Regions from separate parts of the Mus musculus genome. Here region 1 is linked to region 2. The links are chromatin contacts, called in public Hi-C maps. All regions are on one chromosome and are shown on one strand. The core of a region is the stretch at or near the end of the contact, and the rest is flanking DNA. Distances in the headings are between cores, read along the strand shown.

Region 1 (5,480 bases), core at 1,780-4,279, 39 kb after region 2:
TGGTTAGCTTTCTGTGATCTTGACACAATACAGAGTAATTTGGGAAGAAAAGGTCCCCATCATCATATTAACGTGTACACAAGCCTATGGGATGTATTCTTAATTAATGATTATGTGGAAGGTCCAGCCCACTGGGATGGGAGCATTTCTGGGCAGGCAGTCTTGGGTTGTATAAGAAGGTGGCTTAGCAGGGCCATGAGGAGCAAGCCAGTAAGCAGTGCTCCTCTAAGGCCTCTGCTTCAGTTCTTGCTCTGACTTCCCTTCATGGTGGACTATAAGGTAAAATAAACCCTTTCCCTCTCAAGTTGTTTTTGGTCAGTAGTCACCACAGTGGTACATTTAGAACCAAGACAGGGTACTTGTTTTCTGTTTACTCAGAAATGGGGTAAGTCTAGTGAGTTGTGTTTAGGTGCCTGTAATGCTTATTTTGAAGTCAGTTAATTCTTACATTTTCCATCCATGCCTGCTGTGCTAAATTTAATCCAGGCCCCTTGAGTTTAAAATATCAGTTTTACTGATTGATAACATATCAATCCTAAGAGAGAGTTGACCTTACTTATGTTACTTTCTCATTCAGACAAATGGACATCTACCTGGGAATGGAGATGTGTATCAAGAAAGGTTGGCACGTCTAGAAAACGACAAGGAATCCCTCGTTCTTCAGGCAAGTGGTACTTGAGGCCATTCCTTTCTCAGGACATGTGTCCTTGCAACTTTGAATCACATATATGTGCAACACCTGTATTAAGCACCTGTAGTAAACATGTCATCTAAGCAATATAACAACTGCTTATGTGCATTTACATTGTACTGGAAAACCTGTGGCTGAGAGTATAAGGAAGATGTGTGAGCTGTATGTGAACATACTGCTGTTCCATGAAGGGACTTGAGCATGCACACTGATATCTGCAGGGATTCTCGAACCAGCCACAGACAGATGCCAAGGGAAGACTGTACTTTCACAGACTACTGAAAATGAAACAATTTGTACAGCAGCCCAGCCAGCCACTGAAGGAAACAGCCAGTGCAGAAGAAGGCAGCTGTGGTGTCAGTGACTGTAATCCCAGGACTTAGAAGGCTGGGGCAGGAGATTTGCCATGAATTTGAGACCAACCTGGGATATAACCCCAGATCCTATCTTTTTTTTTTTTAAAGATTTATTTATTTATTAATTATATGTAAGTACACTGTAGCTGTCTTCAGACACTCCAGAAGAGGGAGTCAGATCTCGTTACAGATGGTTGGGAGCCACCATGTGGTTGCTGGGATTTGAACTCCAGACCTTCGGAAGAGCAGTCGGGTGCTCTTACCCACTGAGCCATCTCACCAGCCCTCTCAGGTCCTATCTTACAAACAAGAAGGGGGTGCTAGGTCAGCTCTCTGTACCTGGAGTGCGCAGGGCTGGCTGTGGCCAGCTTTGTCACCCAGTTCTCAGGAGCAGGTCAGACTTGAGATGATTTTGCCACTTGAGATGATTTTGTATGTCCCCTGCTGTCAGATCTGATTTTATATACATTTCAACTGGAAATCCAGATCTGTGAATTCCCGTAGTATAAAAATCTCTTGTCTGAATATATATTAACTTTCCATCTTTTAAAATGACACACAAACCGTACAGAGTAGCCGAGTGGAGCCTGCTGTTGGGGAGTACTATGCGGTACTTGCTTTTGCTTGCTTCCTCATGGTGTTCCTAAGTACAGAGAAAATGCCTTTATCTTTATGTTTCGAACGATGTGGATCAAAGAGTATTTATTCAGCTGGTATCCCAGGGGGAAGACTTGTAGATCTGCATGGAACCCTGGGGATGAGGGATGGGCTTCACTGTTTGTTTCCTGGGCATGTGGTGCAGTACCCTGGCTTTTTCCTTTTCCTCTTTGGTGTTGGGACCTGAACTCATGCTAAGTGCACCACAGCACTCTTCCTTTGCCCTTGCTTTGAACGCACTTGTGACCATGTTCATCTTGGAAGAGCTTGTAGAATTTGAGGTCTTTATTCACCTTTGCTCCTTTTTATTATTGATCCGTGAAATCTGCGTGGTCCTTTGTGCCTGTTTCCTCACTTCCTCTGTGGCTCCCGACTAGTAGTCTCTTACCATCGCCTTCAACATCAGATTTTCCTAATGACAACTGAAATGGTTTTAATGCGTAAAGAAACTGCAAATCTCTCATCAGCACCATGTTTCTCCTAAATTGAATAGGAATCCTTGGATCATAAGGCAGCATAGGGCTGCAGAGGCTGCCCGGTGGTAGAGAGCCTGCCTATCCTAGCATGCACAAGTCTTGGGCTTGATCCACACAAAGCGAAATATAAATAGCAAAGGGTAGGACCACTGTCCTCTTGTTAAGTTTGTGATGTTTTAAACCACCGTGAGTGATGGATCTTAGTCCTCATTCCAGTTAGAGAATGAGCCATGCTTTGGGGCCCAGAGCCTTTCAAACTCATAGCCTCTTGCTTTGATTTAATAGGTAAGTGTGTTGACAGACCAGGTGGAGGCTCAGGGAGAGAAGATTCGGGATTTGGAGTTCTGTCTTGAAGAGCACAGAGAGAAGCTGAATGCCACTGAAGAAATGCTGCAGCAGGTATGGGCCAAAGCTGGTGGGGGAGGGGATGCTGGATTGTGTTATCTGAGGTGCAACATTCCTGTCTTGTCTCAGCAGCAGTAAATTCCAGAATCCCTAGACTGTTTTGTTTGAAGTCTAGAGTAGCAGAGTCTAAAACCACAGAGACACACAACACTGTGCAGTTATGAGAGAACACAATATTACAGGAATTATAAGTTGATCTTTTGCGCTCATATTATTTCTAACTCTCAACCGTGAGATGAAAAATCACCATATGTGGCTTGTTAAGGCAAAACCTCATATATATATATGCGTCCCAGTGCGTACATGGGGCTTGTGGATGAAAAGCCTGTGATGCCGCAGAGACTGTATTTGGATGCAGAGTTGCTGCTGTTGAACATCAGTCTGTGCTATTGCCTGCCTTGACAGGCTCCGGACCTCCCTGTCCTCGTGATCTAGGCTTCCATGTTTCTAGAAACCCTGATAAATGAGGCTGATAAGCTCTTCTTCCTCAGGAGACTTTTGCAGGGACTGAACTCATGAGCATGTCTCCCAGTTCCTGATATAGCAGGCACCATGCACAGCACCATCAGTGCTGTCGTTGGGCTCAGGAGTCTGCCAGATGCGTCTCCCCGACACCCTGATGACACGTTGTAGTTCTGTTCAGAAGAGGTCACTAGATTAAGTGATCCTCAGCCGTGTGGTGTGTGGCAGTACTTCACCCACAGGCTACACTTAACCGTTGCCGCTCTGCCGTCACGACAGAAATGTGTAATGTAAAACTTGTGAACATCTGGAATCCTAACAGGAGCTTCTGAGTAGGACCTCCTTAGAGACACAGAAGCTGGAGCTGATGGCTGAGATCTCTAACTTGAAGTTAAAACTGACGGCCGTAGAGAAGGACAGGCTGGATTATGAAGATCGGTTCAGAGACACAGAGGTAAGTAGCGCATGCTCGCATGCTCGCATGCTCGTTCTGTCTCTTCCCTCCCTCCTCAGCCCTCACTGTGCTCCTTAGGGCAAGAGCACTGCTCAGTCTCTTCATCAGACTGATTAAGGCTTTTAACCCCCTTTGATGTTTGAGACATGGTTTCCCTGTGTAGCCTGGCTGTCCTGGAACTCACATTGTAGACTAGGCTGGCCTCGAACTCAGAAATCCACCTGCCTCTGCCTCCCGAGTGCTGGGATAAAGGCTTTTGCCACCACCATCTGGCTTTATTTTCCTGTAAGAGTCTGTTTAGACTTTTCCCTTTTCCTTACCCTCTCATCCCTAATAGAACAGTTGCTGTTGAACCTTCGTAGTAGCTGGGGCTGCAGGAGGATTGTTTCAGTGGTGGTGGGAGGAGGCTGTAGGGATGGGAACTAGGAGGCTGGATGGCGGATAGGAAGGGAGTTGAGGAGGCTGTCCACACTGTAGGAGGCGGAGTCTTACTTACCTGGTGCACTGTGCTTAGTTTAATCTGGTTATGAGGCTGGTTGTGAGGTTTTGCAGCAGGTGTTTGTCACGCCTTGTTTCTCCCTACTTCTGTCTTCTCCTGTGTTCTCATCCAGGGACCCTGAGAACCTCTAGAAAACACAATCCTTGATCATATCCTATGAAATAGTTTACACTGCTGATATAAGGGTGTACACATATTCACAGGATACATTACAGTATATTTGGTAATTTTACATTTATATTTAAAATAATCAAAATAGCATTCAGACGTTGAAACAGAATAGAATATGTACATGTTCTGGCTTAATGTCCCCTTAAAAATAAAACTTTTAGCTAGCTATTCTGCAATCCTGAATCGCTTAACACTGCCATAATTTTGAGAGTTTGGATGTTGGTTTCCAGGAAAATGTTGAAGTAAGTGGGGAACATTTATAGGTGTTTCCAAAACCTAGTGCGTTAAAATCTTTAAACCTTGAAGATTTGCGCCCCCTTCTGGTGTAGGCACAGATGGCTAAAATGCAGAGCTCTGAGTAGCGCCTGAGCTGATAAGTGTAGTAGTTTAGATTACATTGGTTTTTAAAAAGATTTTCTTTCCTTTTCTCTTTTTGCATTAAAGAGGTAGTTCCATATTTTCCAGCCCGACTTGTCTTGGGCATATCAAGCTTCTCACAGGTTGGAACTTCAGATTCATATTTAATCCATTGCCACCAAAAACAATTGGATAGTTTGTCTTTAAAAAAAAATAGGAAAATGGCCCCACTATGTAATTTGGTTTTCTATAATTCTTCCTTCATCTTTGCAGTCAGCACTAAAGGAAGGGGTAATGTTTATAGCAGTCCCTGCCGGGGGTTCAAAGCTGCCTGTTAACAATAGCAAAGCCTGAAAGATCAAAGGAAGGAAGGCCACTCCTGGCTTCTATGCAGGCAAGATAAGCTAGCAAGAGAAACCAATTCTTTTTAAACTTGAATTCAAATTATTTAAACAACTTTCACAAGTACATTTTTAAAATGGCAGTAGAAATGGTATACAATTATATTCTGTTATAAAATCATTTAGGCTTTTAAAATTTTACATGTATAAAATTATGTTATTGTATTAGATATATGAATATACTATATATATATATATATATATATATATATATATTAATTAGACCCTCATCTACCTTCATGTTGAGATTGTTGGCTTAAAGAAACTTAAGTTTATATTTTTATAGACTAGGCAAAAATTATAGAAATCTTTAAATAACTATAATGCATCACAGAAAAGAATTTTAAGGTTAATGGAAGAGAAAATACTCTAGTTTATATGAAAAGGTGGGGTCCATAGTTAGTTTTAATATAGAAGCAGATGCTAAGTGGCTTTGTTGGTGTTAGACAGCCTTCTGCATTAGTTGTGTTTCTGTGATGTTACAGTGAGCATGGAACATCAATTTGTCACAGCCTAGAACCACCTGTCAACAGTCCCAATTGAGTAATTCA
Region 2 (5,490 bases), core at 2,060-4,559:
GCGTTAGCATTTGCAGAGAGCTGAATAACTTCTAAGTTTGATAAATTATTTTGCTGTATCCTATATTTACAGTATTATGAATTCCAGAATATGATTGTGTAAGTTATACTCACCCAGATAATTCAAGCAACTGAGCCTTCCCTTCAAGGATGAGATACACTTTAAAGAATGGTTTTACATTTTCAGTCATGAGGTTAAATAGATCCCAGAATTTATTGATTAATGAGATTAATATGTGCCTGACAATTATAGTAATTCTACAGGAGACTTAAAGGTTCAGTAAAATTCTTACCCCCAACACCCCAGTGGCCCTCCAGCTCCCACGCATCCCTTTTGGTACTCACTAGCCTCACCCCTTCCCCACATGTGAGGCTTAGAGGACCTGCTTTGGTTGGATAATGCATTGGACACTAGAATGAACGAGCTATGCTTGAATACTTCCTATTGCCGCATTCCAGAGGTTAAAAGGAGTAGGCAGAAACCAGAAATCTTACTAAAGAATTGGGCTTTTTCTTCAGTATAGTCTTGGGGGAGATGGGAACCCCTGCTCAACAATCCCCACGTCTTTTTCCCCAGTAAACACAGATCTCTCTTATGTGTGTCTTCTCCAAGCAAATTACTTTGACTCAGGCTGAAAATATGCTTGTTGAATTCAGAAGGCTGAATTAACTCTTGGTAAACTTAGGTAGTATGCTGCTTCCTAAAAGAATAGCATCCCCTCTCCCTCCTTCTTTTTGCCTCCATTTTGTTTATGTGTGTTTTACTCTTTCATTATGCAAACCCTCATTTCCAGAAGGCAGTATATATCCCACCAGCCTCCCGCCATGGTGGGGTGGCTTAGGTTGTGCTTCCAGTGGGCACTGAGACTGTTTGGAGCCACTCCTTAGTCGAGGGTCCAACATCAAGACAGCAGTTCTGGTGGTCCAGGATACCAGACTACTTCAGGTACACTTGTTCCCTGGTTGTAATAAGTGGCTTGTTCAGAAGGAATGTGAAGATTGGAAACTCCCACTGTGTACTCCAGGTATTGATTTCCTCAGCTGTGAGGTGGAAGAGAGGACACATACCTCTTAGGAATTTTTGAACAAGAGGCTTCAAAGGTTTAAAACTCTGGGGCTGTCAGGTGAACTCATTCCTGTGTCATTCTTGGGGTTGGATTCTGTTGCTTCTGAGAGAATGTATATTTCTCACTGCTTTCTGGTGCCAGGTGTTGGTAGCCTGGCTAGGGCGCTGTCTCCTCCATCGGGAGAAGATTTGTGTCCGCAGCCATTGGAAGACCCACCGAAAGTTCATACAGAATATGTTGTGTGAGCGGGAAGCACCCTCTGGCTGAGGGGATGACACGGAGGAGGTTTCCAAGGAGCTCTCAGATGCCTGTCTTATCTCCTGCTGAGAAAACAGGATGAGTTAGATGCATGTAGTGTCAAAATCAGTGGGCCTGCTGTCTACTCCTTTATAGAACCCAAGCCCATTTGCCCAAATAGCCCAAATATAGCAAAGTTTCGAGACAAACTGACTAGAACACACACTTCCATTTTTATGTGGTTGTGGTTGAGGGTTGCTGTGCCTACCCCTCTTCCCTCCCTCTGTGCTCTGTAGTATCTTTCCTACAGTGCCCCATCTCCTCTCCTTACTGTTATCTTCCCCCCTGTCCTAGTCTCCTGGGGCCCACCTTGCCTCACAGCAGGTAGTGAGAGTGAGGCTCCACTGTCCAACCTTGTCTTCCCCAGTCCTGCCCCTTGCTCTCCTGGGAGGCATGCATCTCTGTGCTCACCACAACTTCGTCTTTCAGTAACCTTGGAGGATCCTCTAGCACCTGACAGATATCTTCATTTTCCAGGGATCTTTGCTTGGACAAGTCTTGACAAACATCACGTTCTTTAGGACTGACCTGAGCAGTATGTGGAGGGGTAGTGCTGTTGAGGTGGACATCTTCCTTCTGAGTAGATTCAGGGAGCACACAGCCGTCATGCTGGCCACCTTTTTCTTTTCCTAGAAATGTCTCAAGTTTCTGTACTAGGTTATACAGTTTGCAGGGAGTCAGTTTTGTCTTGTCTTCTGGCCACTTATCCATCCACTGGCTATGGGCATTTAGATCCAGATTAGCAAGAGAGTCTGCATGGTTAGAGTCCACATCGATATCCCAGGCCAGTGTGATGCTTAGCTTGCTGAACTGCTCTGGGTCATGCTCCACCTGATCTCGTTTCCTGAAGAGTCTCCTTAAACTCTCTGTCCTCCAGGTGCTTTGGACAGGAGGGAGGAAATGGACCAAAGAATCCACAGAGGCTGTCTCCTCACGGGAGACCAGGTCCTCATAGGAAAAGGTGTTCTCAGAGGGGTAGTAGCCCACCGAGGCGCTCTGGTTGGACTTGCATTCATAAATAGAATCCTCTGTGCTACTGTAGTCACTGCTGGAGGGTGAGGTTGTCATGGTGCTGAGAGTGTCCAATCTCAAGTTTTCCTTGATTCTGGAAACTTCAGAAGAAAAAAATTAGTAAATGATATTATGGGGGGAAGTTATATGACCCATTCCTTTTTCTTATTGAAACTATTCCTTCCACTCTGTATAGTCCACCCTTTTGTACTTTCTGCCTCTGTAAAGACAAAAACACTCTGGCATCTCTTCTTTGTGCCTCTTATTTGTTTGACAGTAGCTGAGAGAGCTTATAAACAAAAAGGAGAATTTGAAAATGACAGGGAAGTGTGACTAGAGTCAAGTATGTTTTCAGTCCACTCTTCTGAGGTCAAGGTAACTAATTTCTTAGTATATATGTATATCTGTGCGCATATGTACATATACACACATATCCAAATACATGTGGTTCTCACATCAATAGAAACTTATTATCAAGTTTATAATAACCTATGGCTATTCTAATATTCTTAACTACTTTCTTATTAAATAGCCTTAGGTGTCACCTACTGATACTCAATAACTTGGCTGATTAATGATCACTAGGTTACTTAAGACCATACCATGATCCATGGAGTTAGTGGACCAAAGATCATAAATATATAGACATAATAATTGATACCAGAATGCTTTCCAGAAAGGTGACTGTCATTTGAGCACCCATCTTCCCACCATCTGATGGCATGTTTATTCTGCATTTTCCATAATCTCCCTGTAAGCAAACCTGGAAGACCACACACTCACACTCACACACATGCTCATGCCTTTGTCATGCCCTGATCTGAGGGCTGCCCAGATGAGACAGGCGCTTCCAGCAGTGGAGACAAAGTGATGGAGTCAGAAACCCTTCAGAGCCCATGTCTCAGTGATGTAAAGCCCAACTGCTTCTGAGAAGTTTGTGTTCCAAGACTGTTGGTTACCATGGCAACAAAGGAACCAAGTTATGGTCAGAATTATGTAAAGGGACAGGATCTGTCCCTTCAGTTTCAGAGTATTCTGAGCACATACAATAGTAGGCTGCACTCTCTTCATTAGAATCAGTCAGTTCCATGAGATCTTTCTCACATTTTCCCTCATTTCCATCCCCCAAGATTTCCATCCCCCAAGATTGCACATTAGTCTGCTACATGTCATACTTAGGTTTCCACTGCCATGCTAGGTCTGTAGATTACAGGGGGCAGATCTTGGAACTTCTCAGCAATTCTTTGTAACTAGTCTCTTTTTATACATTAAAATTTCCTGTTGTTTCTGTGTCTCTAGAGAATGCAGGCTACCTACTTATTTTGCTGCTTTTGAAATTAATGAATGATGACCATATAGTATATATCTGTAATCTAGCTCTTGGGAGACCAAAGCAAGAAGATTGAATGTAGCTCAGGCTGGTATCCTCTTGTCTTAGTTTATATCAGAAATACCTCATACACACACACACACACACACACACACCGGACAGTTGAGTGCCTAACAAGTTTCAGACCCTATGTTCTGCCACTTGTAGCAGGAATTAATTAACTAACTAATTAATGATTTCATGTATGTGTGTCTGTGTATGTACACCACATAGATGCCAGAGCCTTGGGTCCTCTGTAACTAGAGTTACAGATGGTTGTGAGTCTCCTGATGTGGATGCTGGGAACCTAACCTGACTATGGGGGTCATAGTAAAGGAACCCAGTCTAGCAAGGGAGCCATGGTAGAAACCATCCCCCCTGAGTACATTCAAAAGACCCAGTGGGAATCCTTTGGCTAGGAGGGTGAGGTGAGTGCCACTTGCTGTGTTTAGAAACTGTGGACACTGTTGATGGCCAACAGTTCTCCCTTTGGCTACATTATAATTTGGGTGCAATGGTTTTACCAAAAGACAAAAAAAAAAAGTTTGAAGGGATGATAGGATGTAGGCTTCCCAAGAAACAAGCTGAGGTCTTCTTAGGAGACTAATAGCAAAATGCTTAAAATTCAGACATTCAGATGATTCTTGTTCTTCTAGTCCTCAGGGCACTGTGAAGGAAAAGGTGGAGATGGGTGAGAAGAGAGGGGAGGGCAGACATGCTCAAAGTTGACTGCTGAGAAGGAACCTAACCTAGAGGCAGAGCCAAGTTAACCTAATAGAAAGTGGGGCTCGGGGCTGTGGGTGTGGCTCAGTGGTAGAGCTCTTGACTAGCCTATGGGAGACTCTCTGCAGTCTCCTGTACCATAGAAATACAGTGGCAGAAAGTCTACCTAGAGTGTTTATTGTGTTTTGGAAAATCAGACAGATGGTAAAAAGAATCTAGAGTAAGTGAAGATGACTATGAATAGCAGCAGGCAGAATGAATGCCTGTTATAAATAATAATTCTTTTCAGATTAGTTGGAAGGGGCCTGGAAGAAAGCAGACAGGGAGCAGACGGGGCTGGGATGAGTCGGACAGGATGCAGTTGACTGGCTCTGCCTGTCTCTGGCTGTTATCATCGGGCATCACAGAGTCCTCCCTCACAGGCCGGCTAGCGGGCCAGAACACCCTTCTCCTGCTCTCCTCCCACATCGGCTGGCTCAGTGCTGTGCGTGTCTACTCAGCCTGTGAGCACAGATAAAGCTTTCTCTCCACTTCCTGAGGCTAAGTTAAGCTCTCGGAGGTTCCCCACCTCTGGCTCAGATCTACCGCAGCATGTGTGAATAGATGCTGTTGTGTGTGTGCACAATGGCCTCCATTCATTTGAGGACCACTGTGCACGTCCCTCGGAAGACAACTTATTGCCCCAAGTGCATTCGAGGCCAGTTAATGAAAATGATATTGATTAACAAATACTATTATAGATGAGTCTTTTCAAACTCTTGTGAAGTTAAAAACGAATGTTAAAAATTATTTTTAAAACCTCTACAAAATGTTTAAGAAAAATTACAAGGTTCAGGGTAGATATTTTAATGGAAGTATTTTAAAACCTCTTAGAATCAAATGTTTCAGGTATACAAGGTAATTGGTAGTTGCCTGGAACTGGGAATAGGATGTGGTATTCCCTGCAAATTGCCAAGTCAAAACCATCTGCAAGTAAAAGGCAATTTGAGGCACAAGTGAGATCATTAACTTTTAATTTTCTAGT

What was found. A called contact is a pair of places that touch in the nucleus more often than the background predicts.
Region 1: a Hi-C map of the N1E-115 cell line shows a contact between it and region 2, with 1.7 times the contacts expected there. The contact joins the enhancer-like site here to the promoter of 1700034J05Rik in region 2. A contact is called at or near these places in 3 of 484 Hi-C or Micro-C datasets (the N1E-115 cell line, nephron progenitors and uterus), 1 of 115 datasets of contacts at active chromatin or transcription factors (embryonic stem cells) and 3 of 9 other capture datasets (adipose tissue, liver and pancreatic islet).

Annotation. Positions count from the first base shown.
Region 1 is chr6:146,989,937-146,995,416 of GRCm38.p6, forward strand. Ppfibp1 (PTPRF interacting protein, binding protein 1 (liprin beta 1)) reads left to right here. Exons shown (of 31, transcript NM_001355728.1): 5 at 578-664; 6 at 2,466-2,579; 7 at 3,370-3,501. Among named protein-coding and RNA genes, the nearest start is that of 1700034J05Rik, 38 kb to the left of the region's middle. Within about 2 kb of position 3,030, at least 9 of the 459 cell types and tissues checked have an H3K27ac peak or open chromatin away from gene starts, as enhancers often do. A contact at or near this core is called in the N1E-115 cell line, where this site is marked.
Region 2 is chr6:146,951,112-146,956,601 of GRCm38.p6, forward strand. It overlaps 1700034J05Rik (RIKEN cDNA 1700034J05 gene), which reads right to left and starts at 3,310. Exons shown (of 3, transcript NM_001164236.1): 1 at 3,178-3,310; 2 at 1,775-2,475; 3 at 190-1,386. The coding sequence starts at 2,431. The coding sequence ends at 1,141. The region is part of intron 2 of Ppfibp1 (PTPRF interacting protein, binding protein 1 (liprin beta 1)); the gene reads left to right.